3 separate regions of the Sus scrofa genome follow, and regions 1 and 2 are each linked to region 3. A link is a contact called in public Hi-C and HiChIP or PLAC-seq data. All regions are on one chromosome and are shown on one strand. The core of a region is the stretch at or near the end of the contact, and the rest is flanking DNA. Distances in the headings are between cores, read along the strand shown.

What was found. A called contact is a pair of places that touch in the nucleus more often than the background predicts. HiChIP or PLAC-seq counts read pairs in DNA pulled down with a chosen protein or histone mark.
Region 1: a contact with region 3 is called in a Hi-C map of skeletal muscle, with 2.8 times the contacts expected there. The contact joins the enhancer-like site here to the promoter of DNAJB1 in region 3. A contact is called at or near these places in 2 of 47 Hi-C or Micro-C datasets (psoas muscle and skeletal muscle) and 2 of 2 datasets of contacts at active chromatin or transcription factors (alveolar macrophages and skeletal muscle).
Region 2: a contact with region 3 is called in an H3K27ac HiChIP or PLAC-seq map of alveolar macrophages. The contact joins the promoter of MRI1 here to the promoter of DNAJB1 in region 3. A contact is called at or near these places in 1 of 47 Hi-C or Micro-C datasets (liver) and 1 of 2 datasets of contacts at active chromatin or transcription factors (alveolar macrophages).

Annotation. Positions count from the first base shown.
Region 1 is chr2:65,297,608-65,301,782 of Sscrofa11.1, forward strand. No RefSeq gene overlaps it. Among named protein-coding and RNA genes, the nearest start is that of MIR23A, 8.4 kb to the right of the region's middle. Within about 2 kb of position 1,879, at least 66 of the 83 cell types and tissues checked have an H3K27ac peak or open chromatin away from gene starts, as enhancers often do. A contact at or near this core is called in alveolar macrophages and skeletal muscle, where this site is marked.
Region 2 is chr2:65,351,908-65,356,365 of Sscrofa11.1, forward strand. It overlaps MRI1 (methylthioribose-1-phosphate isomerase), which reads right to left and starts at 2,985. Exons shown (of 6, transcript XM_003123346.4): 1 at 2,764-2,985; 2 at 2,450-2,688; 3 at 1,448-1,623; 4 at 1-137. The coding sequence starts at 2,895. CCDC130 (coiled-coil domain-containing protein 130) reads right to left here. Exons shown (of 10, transcript XM_003123345.4): 10 at 4,014-4,458. The coding sequence ends at 4,236. The region is part of intron 1 of LOC110259336 (a long non-coding RNA gene); the gene reads left to right.
Region 3 is chr2:64,759,606-64,764,087 of Sscrofa11.1, forward strand. DNAJB1 (DnaJ heat shock protein family (Hsp40) member B1) reads left to right here and starts at 2,067. Exons shown (of 3, transcript NM_001244430.1): 1 at 2,067-2,401; 2 at 3,611-4,188. The coding sequence starts at 2,191.

The sequences.
Region 1 (4,175 bases), core at 629-3,128, 540 kb after region 3:
ATTTAATGGATTTCCATCTGGAGAATGGATGGAAAGAGTAAGGCCGGAAGCTAGGCGATCAGGGAGACCAGACTGTTGGAGTGTTTTCAGGCTAGAAATGATGGTGGTTCAGAAATACAGTTAGTTGCCAGATTTAGCAAATAAAAATACAGGAGACCCAGTTAAATTTGATTTTCAGATCTAGAGCAAGTTAAAAAAATTTTCTTTTCCTTTAGTAAAATTATGTCCCAAATATTGCTTGGGACATACTGATACTAAATGATTCATTGTTTATCTGAAAATCAAATTTAACTGAGTGTTCTGTATTTTTTTTTTTTTCTTGCTTTTTAGGGCCGCACCCGCTGTATATGGAGGTTCCCAGGCTAGGAGTCTAATTGGAGCTACAGCTGCCAGCCACAGCCACAGCAACACAGGATCCGAGCTGTGTCTGTGACTCACACCACAGCTCACCACAACGCACGTGGGATCCACGGAGCTGAGTGAGGCCAAGGATCAAACCTTCAACCTCATGGTTCCTAGTCCTATTCATTTCAGCTGGCCATGAGGGCTACTCGGAATGTTCTGTATTTTTAACTGGCAGTACTTGAGGGTCTCCAGGATGTGTGTGTGGGGGGGGGGCTTGGGATGGGAAAATGATAATAGATAAAATGATGGAGCAAACATACTTTGAAGTGGCTACTACTATTATCTCTATTCTACAGATAGGTAAACTGAGACCCAGAGAGGGTTTTTTTGGTTTTGCTTTGTTTTGGTGTCTTGTTTATAGTTAGTGAGTGACAAACCCCCATTGGAACCTAGGCATGTTGGTTACAGTTCACTAGACATTAGAGCTGGCACCCCACTCCCTCCACGGCGGAACTTGGACGCCAGGGTTCCCTTGGTTTCTGGTGGCCCAGGTAAAGCCCTTCCTAATGCAGTAGATTCCCCAGCATCCCCCCTTGCAGCCTGGGATCTGTACCACCCCACTTGCGCCCCTCCTCCCAGGACACCGAGGCAGTGGGCGGGACGGGAGTCTGCCTGGGGGGGGGGCGGCGGCGGGAGGGGGTGCTCCTCTCCCAGGAGGCGGCTCGACCTCTCCCTCCTCCAAGCCGGGAGGATCCGCCGTCTGCTCCCGCCGGCAGGGGGAGGGGGAGGGTTATTTTTACCTCCCTCCAGGCAGCCGGGGCGACAGGAAGTGAGTGCGCGGCCCGCCAGATGTGGGGAGCCAGGCAGCTGGGAGCAGCCACAGCTGGACTGGCGGCCGGCCGGGGGCGGGGCGGGGGAGGCAGGGTGTGCAGAAGGAGGATCCCAGGCCTCAGGTCCCCCCTTTGTTCTCCGCCAACCCAGCCTCCCTTCTGAGGTCCCCCTCACCCCCATGGCTCCCCCAATCTCGGCGGTGGCCTCGCTGTCCCCCATCTGCGCACCAGGTCCCCTGTTGCTCACGAGCTCTCGGGGCCGGGCGTGGAGGGGACCAAGTTCCTCGCCCTGGGGACCCCCGGGTCCCAGCAGACTGAGGGGTGGGAGGGGGAGACTGCCCCTCGCCGGCCCCGCCTGCCACCGCCATTGTTTACCCGTCGGCTGCCTCCTAGGAAACTTAACCCGCCCGCGGTAATTTTATTTGGGAACTTCGGCCAGTTGCCATAGCAACCCCCAGTGACGTCAGAGGGGCTGGGGCCCGAAATCCCCGAGAAAAGGGGGAGATGGGATTGGGGGGAGACCCCCAGGAGGGCCCCTCCTTAACCCTGCGCCTGCCGGGTCCCGATCAGAGGGGAGAGGGCAGCCAGATGTGACACCTCTTGGGCGCCCCCATTCTGGCCCAGTGCCAAGTGAGGGTGGCCGGCCAGGCTCTGATGTCATCCGGTTCTGGGTGGGTGGTGAGTCAGTCCCCAGGTGGGGGCTGGGCCAGGCCTGGGGGCTATTCCTATCTGACTCACCCCACCAGTGCCCAGGAGCAACACCTGGACAGACCCTGCCCTGGGGATTTCAGGCACCTGACTGGGGGTCCCCACTGATCCCCTAGAACCTCTAGGTCCTTCTGAACGGTAGGTGGGTAGGCAAGGGCTTTCCTGGTGCTCCCAGCCCCAGTTTGGGGCAGTGAAATGAAAGAGTTAGTGGCAGTGAACTGGGGCTACCGCATAATGTCCTTTGCGGGATGTGGGGAGTGGCTGGTGCCCTCCCGAGGAGGCAGGTGGTGGGATCTCTGCTCAGTCCATAACACAGCATGTCACCAGGGTGATGGGAGGCAGGGGCCCTGACTGGCAAGGAAGAGCACAGCGCCAGCCGGGGGCTGGGCTGGGAGGAGCCACCCTAACCACAGTGACGTGGGACTTCCTCGGCAGGGCCTGTTTGATGTCTCTGTGTGCAGTGTTGCCATGGGGCCCGGCGGGCGCCCGGCCTATGAGCCCTGGTGACCTACAGGGCAACTGGGTCTGTCAGGGTCCCTTAACCTAGCTTCCCCACCCCAGGTCTGTGTGGTGATAAACCTGCTGTACCCACATGTACATGCTTATCCAGCCTCTACTCGGCCTCAGGCCCTGGGCCAGGACATTGCACATCTCATCTCAGAATCTCGTAATAGCTACACAAGGCACATTTTCAGGTCCATTTTACAGAGAAAGAAACCGAAGCTCAGAGGGGTGTGACCATTTAGCCAAAGACATCCAGCAAGAAGTTGGGGAGCAAAAATTTGAAACTCGGTTCTTCCATGCTGCTCCTTCCCCCCTCCATCGTATTGGTCTCCTTGATGCTTCTCAGATATTCCAGAAATGTCCTGCCTCAGGGCCTTTGCACTGGCCGTTCCCTCTCCACCTGGAACTCCTTCCTCCAGAAGAAGATGTGGCTTGGTTTCTCCTTCATCTCCTATAAGTCTATGTTCAAATGTCACCCCTTCCTCAGGGTAGCCTTTCTTGACCTGGCCCCTACCCCATTACCCCTCATCTCCTTGGCCTCTTTCTATTCTATTCCCACAACACGTACCACTCAACAAGCTCTATAGGCTATATATCTTTATAGCTGTTTACTGTGTGTATTTCCCCCATTGATGTGGGCCCCATGAGGGCTTTTTTTTTTCTGGCTTGTTCTCTGCTGCATCTCCAGTGTCCAGAACAGCACCTGGCACACAGCAGGCACTCGATGAACATTTGAAGAATGAACAAATGGGTGTGTGTGTGTGTGTGTGTGTGTGTGTGTGTGTATGGCCTGTGCCACTTGACCGCTTGGCCTGGCTTCACCCTGGCCCTGTCTTCTCACCCCTCCCCGCCATTACAAAGAATCAGTTGGCCAGTTTGGAGAGCTCTGATCCCTCTTGGCTGCTGTCCCTGGGTATATTGGCCAGCTCAGGACCAGGGTGTGTGGGGGCAAATTTTGGGGATCCAGATGGAGGGCCAAGAGCACCAGGAGGACCCTCCAGGCTTGGGCTGAGGAATGCTAAGTGAACTGAGGTGGTCCAAGCTACATGCAGGGAAATAGCAGAATGGCTTACAGGGGTGGGCTCAGGGCGCGAGGCACAGGTATCCCTGGAGGTCAGCTTGGAGGAGGCACTTTCCTCTAAACATATGCCTGATTGGACTAATAACAAGAGGAGGGTGATTCCAGATAGGAGACTTTGTCCTGGGATATGAAGGGGGTTTTCTAGAGGGGTGATGCGGAAGGGGTGTCCCATTGTAATTTGGTCACTTTATACTTCTGGAATGATGTGTGTGTGTGTCGACATAGGAAGACCCTGGACTCTGGGAACTTCATTCCCCTGTTTGTAGCTGCTCAGAAGGACTTGTGGCGAGTGCCCCACCCCCTCTGAGCCCCGCCCTGAGTCGGGGAATTCTGTGCCACCCCAAATCTTCCCCTGGGGCCCCACAGGCAGCTCTGCCCCCTCCTGCCCCAACCTGCCAGATCCTGCTGCCTGGGCCAGCCTGCCCCTTGGGCCCCACAGAGAAGAAAGACCCAAGAGCCCCCAGGGCTGGGCCCCATGGGATAGTAGCTAGGTGCGGCTTCCGCCCCCCTCCAATCCCACTAAGATCCAAAGTGGGGGCCTATTGAGCTGAACTGAGGAAACGGGGGACTCTGGAGGAATTCTGGAGTGCCCGGTGACCTGGAGACATCTAAGCAGCCCTCCAGTCTTCTACCTGGGCCTGCTGTGAGTACCCTCTCCCCCCAGCCTTATTCTTACTGCCTGAGAGGTGAATGGTGAAGAAAATGAC
Region 2 (4,458 bases), core at 1,735-4,234, 590 kb after region 3:
ATCTGTGATGAGGGTGGCAGGGATGTGCTCATAGACCAGTTCGAAGGCCGTCAGCCGGGCTCCCTGGTTGTAGGGCCGGGTCTCTGTGCAGAAGGCATGCTCCAGACGGCCTAGGCTGTGCAGTGAGCGGATAACACCTGGGGGTCCCACCCACCAGGAGGTCAGAATGAGATGCCAAGGGATGGTGGGCAGGGTGGTCATTGTTAGGAGCTTGGTTCTCCAAAGGCTGGCCCATCAGTCCCACCCCTGGGTCCTTGCAGTGGCTGGTACAGTTCACACTGCCTGGTACACGTGTGCTCAGAGAACACCTTCTCCATGAGGTCTTCCCGGATTCCTCCATCTCATGTAGTGACCCCTACACCGCCAACCCCTGCTTTCTCTTTAGCACTTACCACCTCTGAAAACATCATACATACAAATTGAGTTACTGATTGTTTTTTCAATTTTGCATTTTTTCATTGTAAAGTGACCCAGTCATACATATACATATATATATATGCTTTTTCTCATATCTCCCTCATGTTCTATCTCAAGAGATTAGGCACAGTTCCCTGCGCTGTACAGTTGGATATCACTGCCCATCCATACATATTTACTGACCTGCTTGTTGTGCCTGTTCTTCCTACTTTACTGCTCCTGACAGCAGAAATTTTATCTACTTAGATAGACCTGTGTTTGGCACATAGTAGGTGACTGATAAATGTTTGAGTGAATGCAGGAATACATGCATGAGTGAATGATGGTGCACACAGTAAGTGCTTAATAAATGTTGTGTGACTGAAGGAATGGATCTGTGCATGAATGATGGGGTACACAGTAGATGAGCCTTCCTTAAGCAGAAATATTTGTTGAATGAATGAACGAATGTCTTGCCATCAGGGCCTCAGTCCCCAGGCACAAGAGAGGGATGTAGGCAGGTAGGGAAACCTGTAGAATTTAGGATCAAGTGGTATCTGCCGCCTTGAACTCTAGGACCCATTCCCCCAGTCCTGGTCACAGCTACCCTAATCTTTCTTTAGGGTGCTATGCCCTTCCCCTTAGTCCTCTTGGACATACCACCCACTTTCTAGGCACATGGCTCTGGTTAGGCCTATGGAGTGATTGATCCTGGATGGGCAAATGACTCCATCAGGGCCCTTGAGATACAAGGAGACTTTTCTGATACTGTGAGAATAGAAACCCTTGCCCCTTTTCCTCATGATCTGAATCCTGGCCTGCCAGCGGAGTGAGGATGATGCCACCATGGAGGAGGGCAGACCTTAGGGACAGATGGATCCTGATGCTATTATTTGAGCCCCTGGATCCAGCTATACCTGAAGCCAACCCCCTGACAATTTCTGTACAAGAACTAATAAATTCACATTTCTAGGGGTATATAAAGTGGTTTGGGTTTCTTTCTTTTACACCCCAAAAGTGCCCTCCCCCATCCCTGTGGATGCCCACTCACCTAGGGCTGTGCCATAGCCAGCAGTGGCCAGTGCACCGGTGTTGCAGTGGGTCAGCACGATCACCTTGCCACCCTGAGGCGCAGCCCGCTCTAGGAGGTGGCGGGCTCCCAGGTCCCCAATGCTCCGATTGTCGCTGAGGTCTTTTTCCAACATGTCCTCGGCCCAGCTGATCACTCTGGGACCGACAAGGGGCTCTCAGCATCAGGCTTCAGGGCCCACACCAGTCTTACCTCCCTGCCCAACACTGCTCTAAGGGAGCTCTCCTGCTGAAAGCCTCTCACAGCCGTGGGGCTGAACCCTTTTGTCAGCCACCCAACTGTCACTCCATTTGCTCTCATGACACATGTTTACAAAGTACCTTCTGTGTGTCAGGTGTCGAGGGACACAGTAGTGAACAAGACAAAAATCTCTGCTCCTGTGGAGCTGACACAGGGGTGGGGGAGGCAGACATTGAGCAGACAATAAAGCAAGCACAGGAAAAGGCAGCAGAATCAGGAGACAGAGAGCAGGAGGGTAAGAGCTGTATTATGTGGGGGTGGGGAAGGCAGAAACCTGAAACCTCAAGGAGAGATTAGCTAGGGGGACAGCTGGCTTGCAGGAACAGTGTCTGTGAAAAGGCCCTGAGTTAGGAGCCAGCCTGGAGGGGATTAAGGAACTTGGAGAGTATCTGTGTAGCAGATGCGGAGGGAAAGAGTGGGAAGAGGGCAAGGAGAGGACCAGGGCTGGAAGTAAAATTCCTCAAAAGCAAAAACCAGGAAAACGAAGTGGCGCTTGAAAGGGCCACTAAGAGCAGTTAGGGCTGGGCCAGTTCAGGGAAAGCAGACAAGGACCTTGGAGCCAGGCTGCCAGGTGTTGAGTTCCAGCCCTGCTTGTGTGACTTTGGACTAAGAAATCTGCCGCCTCAACTTCTCCAACTGTAAAACGGGTCGCTGGGGAGGGAAGGAAAAAAAAAAAAAATAGCCCACAGTCAGTGCAATGCCTGGCACACAGGGCCCCTCTACCTCTCCCGGACCGCCTCCTCGGTGGCACCCTCCCGCTCCGCCTCCTGGGCTGCAACATCGGTCAGGTCACGGGCGGCACGGGCCATGTTGACGGCGGTGGGCCGGGCGGTGACAAGAAAGCTCAGCGCGTCGCGCACGAAGGCTACGAGCGAGGAGAGTCCGGGTCCCCCAGCGCCCGCCTGTAGCTCCACGGCGAGGCTGAGACAGCCCACGAGCGCAATCGCTGGGGCGCCGCGCACCTGGTGGTATGAATGGGGGGTGTCAGGGACCGCAGGCAGGCCCCCCCCAATCGGATCCCCGCCGCGCGGCCCCACCTTCATAGCGCGGATGGCCTCCCAGGCCTGGCGAACCGAGCCCACCGCCTCATAGCGGCTCTGCTGGGGCAACAGCAGTTGGTCAAGGATCTGTAGTGAGCCCCGCGAGTAGCGGATCGCCTCCAAAGTCATGGCGAAGCTGCCGCGCTCACAGTAGCTCGGGGGATCTGGAAGCCTGGGCGCACCAGGGGCGGGACCGGAACACGCGGTGGGGGCGAGGCCTCTCCGGAAGAAGGCGCGTGCGCGCATCAATCCCGTAGGTTCCCGGGACCCGCCCTCCACATGGGGGATCCTACTCCACCTTACCCGCCAAGCCCGGGTAGTTAACTGCCCCCTTGGAATCCCAAAGGTCCCGCTACTTATGGGACAACTATTACATGCCAGGTTCTGTGTTAGTGTTTGGCTATACCAAGACCTCCAAGTCCCAGGTAGGCACCGTTAGGCGCCTGACTCCTCCAGCCAGGCTCAACCTAGAGCAAGATCCTAACTCGGGGTTACAAGATCGAATGGACTCTTACTGCTGCCCTCAGACCTTCCCATACCTGCGGGCTTGGGGCAGCTATCACCTCTGGAAAGACAGGGCGCATTACTAGTTCAACTGGAACTTCAGCCCCAAGAAGGCTGTGTGTCTGGTTTGTTCACCGCTGTAGCTCCGGTAATGCCTGGAGCACTGCAAGTGCTCTATCAATACTTGTGAAACGATCCTCCTCGGGGTGTAGGGGGAGGTGGTGAGCCACGACTCTTCTGGTGGATGCTCAGCTGTTTCCCAGCTGTTTTCTGTTTTTTCGGTCTTTTCTAGGGCCGCACCCACGGCATATGGAGGTTTACAAGCTACGGGTCTAATCGGAGCTGTAGCCGATGGCCTACACCACAGCCACAGCAATGCAGGATCCAAGCTGCATCTGTGACCTACACCACAGCTTACAGCAATACCAGATCCTTAACCCACTGAGCGAGGCCAGGGATCAAACCCTCAACCTCATGATTCCTAGTCAGATTTGTTAACCACTGAGCCACGACGGGATCTCCCCTATTTTCATTCTTGAGACTCAAGCTGTGCCACCTCTCCAGGAAGTCTGCCTAGATTGCCAGCCGACCTTGGCTACCACCTTGAAACCCTCATCAAGTGGGGGTGGGGACTGTGTCTATGGTCACAGCATCAGCCCTGGCTGATTAGATGTTGGGTGAGCTTGGTTGGGTGGGGAGTGGGGGGCACAGTCCCTGGGCCCATCTAGTAACCTGAGGCAGGGGCAAAGAAGCAGGGTTTTAATGCTGGGAGGTCGGGGGTCCCACAAGGCACAAACACCCTCTCCAGGACCAAATAAATAGACAACAGCATCACTTCGAGGTGAGGTCTGGGGAGGGGGCGGTGACTGAGCTCTCTGTGGGCTGGTGGGCCAGCGGGCCTGCAGCCAGTGAGGCACCTCCTCTGTGTCTTGGCCTCTGGGGCGGGCTGGGTCCAGTCCTGGGAATCACTCACTCTCAGAACCGGAGTAGTCAGCTACGAGGGAGGAGCTGAGGCCACAGGGCTGTGCTTTGTCCTGGGGGTTGGCTGCTTCCTGGGAAGTGCCTGGTGGGGTCTGGGGCCTGTCCCCACAGCTCCCCTCCTGCCCCGGTGGCCCACTGTTTTTGGGGAGCTCAGTCGTCTCCTGAGAGCAGTCTTGGGGGGATGTGGGCCTGTCCTGGGCCATCCCC
Region 3 (4,482 bases), core at 817-3,316:
CACCACCACCTATCCCTTCTTCCCTATTCCCTTCTCAGGCTGTACTCCTTTCAGAGCCTCCTTTCCCTATCAGCCTTGTCCTTGACCACAGACTTTCCCCAGACTCTGAAAGCCAAAAGGGATCATGTTGCCTGCCGATGAGGAAGCAGAGGCTCTGAGAGGTGTATGCCACACCCATGTCTCCCCGAAATCATAAAGGTAGTGGGGAGAGAAAAAGAAGCAGGTGCATTAAAAATAGCCAGGAATAGGAGTTCCCATTGTGGCTCAGCAGTAACAAATCCGACTAGCATCCATGAGAATTCTGGTTCAACCCCTGGCCTCACTTAGTGGGTTAAGGACCAGGCATTGCCATGAGGTGTGGCACGTAGGTGACAGATATGGCACGGATCTGGTGTTGCTGCGGCTGTGTCAAGGCCTGCGGCTGCAGCTCCAATTCAAGCCCTAGCCTGGGAACTTCTATATGCCGCAGCTGTGGCCCTTAAAAAAAAAAAAAGCCAGAACTAGAAAGTTCCCATGTGGCACAGAAGTTAAGGATCCCAAGTTGCTGTAGCGCAGCACTGGTGGCAACGGGAGTGCAGTGTTTTTATGCTTTTTTTTTTTTTTTATCTTTTTAGGGCCACACCCTCGGCATATGGAGGTTCCCAGGCTAGGGGTCCAGTTGGAGCTACAGCTGCTGGCATGCACCACAGCTACAGCAACATCAGATCCAAGCCACCTCTGCAACCTACACCAAAGCTCACTGCAATGCCAAATCCTTAACTCATTAAGCAAGGCCAGGGATGGAATCCGCAACCTCATGGTTCCTAGTTACACGATGGGAACTCGTGGAGTGCAGGTTCAGTCCTTGGCCAGGGAACTTCTATATGCCGCCTGTGGCCAAACAAATAAAAAAACATAGCCGGGAATATTTAGGAAGAGTCAGACTGTTCTGACACTGAGACTCAGCACTGACAGAGGTCAGGCCCTGCTCTGATAGTGATCAAAGGCTGGGGGGGGGGTGACATTTAGCATGAAAACCAAGGAACAAGATAATTCCAAATTTCAGTGGGAGGTATTCTTGAGAAAATGGTAATAAAGCAAAAGGCTTGAGGGGTTAGACTGAGGAGACCTCTCCAGGGAGGTAAGCTTTGGTCCAGGGTCCTTGGCTCGCTTTACAGGGTCGGTATGGGTGAGGAGAGGGACAGTTCTGGGGCTCCCAACACTGAGGGTGAGTGGGGTTTTTTTTTTTGTTTTTGGTTTTTTTTTTTGCTTTTTGGGGCCCCACCCGCGGCACATGGCTCCACCCGATCAAATCCACAACCTCATGTCTCCCAGTCGGATGCGATTCCGCTGCGCCACGACCGGTAGGGGGGTATTTTTATTCCCGGATGGAAGCAGGTATCTGGGACAAGGAGCGATTAGGCAACTAGCCTTGAATCACCTGGCGTAAACTGATTCTCCCGCCCAGCGAGATGGGGGAAGGAAGCACCTCCTAGGGGAAGGGCGGGGCCTTTCGCAGCCCGGGGCCTTTCGCAGCCCCGCCCTACTCGAAGCACCGCATTTTTTTTTTTTTTTTTTTTTTTTTTTGTCTCCTCTAGGGCCGCACTGAGACATATGGAGATTTCCAGGCTAGGGGGTCCAATCGGAGCTGTAGCCGCCAGCCTGCGCCAGAGCCACAGCAACGCGGGATCCGAACCACGTCTGCGACCTACACCACAGCTCACGGAATCCCTGGATCCTTAACCCACTGAGCGAGGACAGGGATCCTAGTCAGATTCGTTAACCACTGAGCCAAGACTGGAACATCGAAGCACCCGCACTTTAACCTGTTGACCCAGGCAGGGGCGGAGTACGCGGCAGGCCCGGTCCCCGGAAGCACTGAAGCAAGGTCGCTATTGGTTCCCTCAGAGAGTGGGCGGGGCCTCAGACGCCCAGTGCCCGCGCTGCGGCGAAGCGTTGCCTAGGGCGGAGCGGGAAGGGGTGTGGCCACGCGCGGGCAGCCGTTGGCGGCGCGTCCCCGCCCCGGATGTCGCGCGTCGCAACCTGGGCAGCGACGATTGGTCGGAGCCGCGTGGGGGGCGGGGCGGAAGGTTCTGGAGGGGGCTGGCGGGCTCTGGAAGCTTCCGCCGGACGGGTATATAGAGTCCGGGACGGGGCGGTGGCGGAGCCGGGGTACGGCGACAGCTGGGCGGCAGGCCGCAGGCGGGGGCAATGGGCAAAGACTATTATCAGACGCTGGGCCTGGCCCGCGGTGCCTCGGACGAGGAGATCAAGAGAGCCTACCGCCGTCAAGCGCTGCGTTACCACCCGGACAAGAACAAGGAGCCCGGCGCCGAGGAGAAGTTCAAGGAGATCGCCGAGGCCTACGACGTGCTCAGCGACCCGCGCAAGCGCGAGATCTTCGACCGCTACGGGGAGGAAGGTGTGTGCGCGCGCGCAACTGGGGGTGCGCCACCGCTGTTTGACAGGCGGAGAGATCGAGGCACTGCGGTACCCCGGCGGCGTCCCCGGGGTAGCGCTAAGGGACCGGGGGACGAGCAGCCCCCGCCTTTTGGCCAAACAGGCCTCCGCCCTCGATTGGCGGCCTCCCGATGGGAGGAGGAGTCCTGGCCGCGCTGCTCGCCCAGAAGCTTCTAGTATGTCTGGGGCCGCCCGTCTCCGCCCACGTCCGCGATCCGTCGGTGGGGGAGAGGGTGCAGAAGGAGAGGGGGTAGAGTGCGCAGCCTTGATGATGGCGCTGCGGCCCCTCGGGCGCTGGGCTCACCTGGGCGAGGTGAGAGCCTCTGCCAGCCCAGGGTGCAGGGCGAGGCCTCTGGCTGAGCGCCGGGCGCAGGCTGCTTGCAGTGAGCTTGCAAATGAGAGTGCCAATTAGCGCCCAGCGACCTCCCGGGCGTCTTTGAGGGTGGAGTGAGGTAATCCCTGTAAAATGCTTACCTAGCCCCGTGCCAGACACGTAGTCGGTGGTCAAGGTGCAAGGAGCAGTAGGGCCCGCCTCTGCCCGGCCTCACCAGGATAGCTCTCTTGGGGAGGCGGGGGAGCGGGAGGAGAAGCTTTCTTGTTGTCCAGCTGCCTGTTGATGACTCAGATTGGTTTCTCGGTTTGGTCTTAAGAAAGAAATGACTTTTTATATATAAGAATGGTGGCACTTAGTGTCAGAGCGTGAGAATTTGAAATCTCCGATTGCTGTTTCACCTTCATTTCTACTCTCCCTACAGTCTCTAGCTCTAAAGTATTTCAGAGTAAACATTTGGTGAAAACTGACCCTGGATCACACCTTTTTCATTGGCTGTCTTGAGTTCTTTGTACTCCTTGTAACATTGTAGGAAAGATGGGTCACTCAAATGTGAAGACCTAGGTGGTGGCCCCAAGAGATGGCCATCTTAGAGCTCGAGCCCGTCTCCACTGTCAGGCCACAGTGAACTAACTACCTGTGGGTGATGGTGGTTCTGTTTTTGAGACTGCAAGTGGGAAGAAAAAGCTTGGAGTTCCTCCTTGCTCTTTCCTGACAGCCAAAAAAAGAAAAAAAAATTCTTCCTTGATGGCTCTCAACTCTTTTTTTCCCCTCAAGGAAAGCTCCTAGAGAGAAAAGGTCCTGGCCAGCCATCTGATTTCTTTTGCTTTTGCATTTCAGGCCTGAAGGGTGGTGGCCCAAGTGGTGGGAGCAGCGGTGCTAACGGGACCTCTTTCAGCTACACATTCCATGGAGACCCTCATGCCATGTTTGCTGAGTTCTTCGGTGGCCGAAATCCCTTTGACACCTTCTTTGGGCAGCGCAACGGGGAGGAAGGCATGGACATTGATGACCCGTTTTCTGGCTTCCCCATGGGCATGGGTGGCTTCACCACTGCAAACTTTGGCCGCTCCCGCCCTGCACAAGAACCCACCCGAAAGAAGCAAGATCCCCCCGTCACCCATGACCTTAGGGTTTCACTTGAAGAGATCTATAGCGGCTGTACCAAGAAAATGAAAATCTCTCATAAGCGGCTGAACCCCGATGGAAAGAGCATTCGCAACGAAGACAAAATCTTGACCATCGAAGTGAAGCGGGGGTGGAAAGAAGGGACCAAAATCACCTTCCCCAAGGAAGGAGACCAGACCTCCAACAACATTCCAGCCGACATTGTCTTTGTTTTAAAGGACAAGCCACACAATATTTTTAAGAGAGATGGCTCTGATGTCATTTACCCAGCCAGGATTACCCTTCGGGAGGTAAGGCACTAGGCAGGGCAGTGTCTGTGGAGGGAGAAGGCTGCCTTTGGAAGCAGTTCTGTATTTTGCTTAACAGATATTTCTGAGCACTTGGTGTATGCCAGGCTTGGGGCGTGCAGTAACAGTAAGACTCTCCAAGGCTCTGTTTTTCCAGAGCTTCTGTGCTGTACCTGGGTAGATTGGGGCAGGGTCAGCTGCAAAGGCCTGATGGCATTTATCCTCCACTAAATAGCCTCTGGGCAGGATGTGAGCTTTCTAAGCTTCTTGCAATCTAATGCTGTCCCTTTGCTTTCC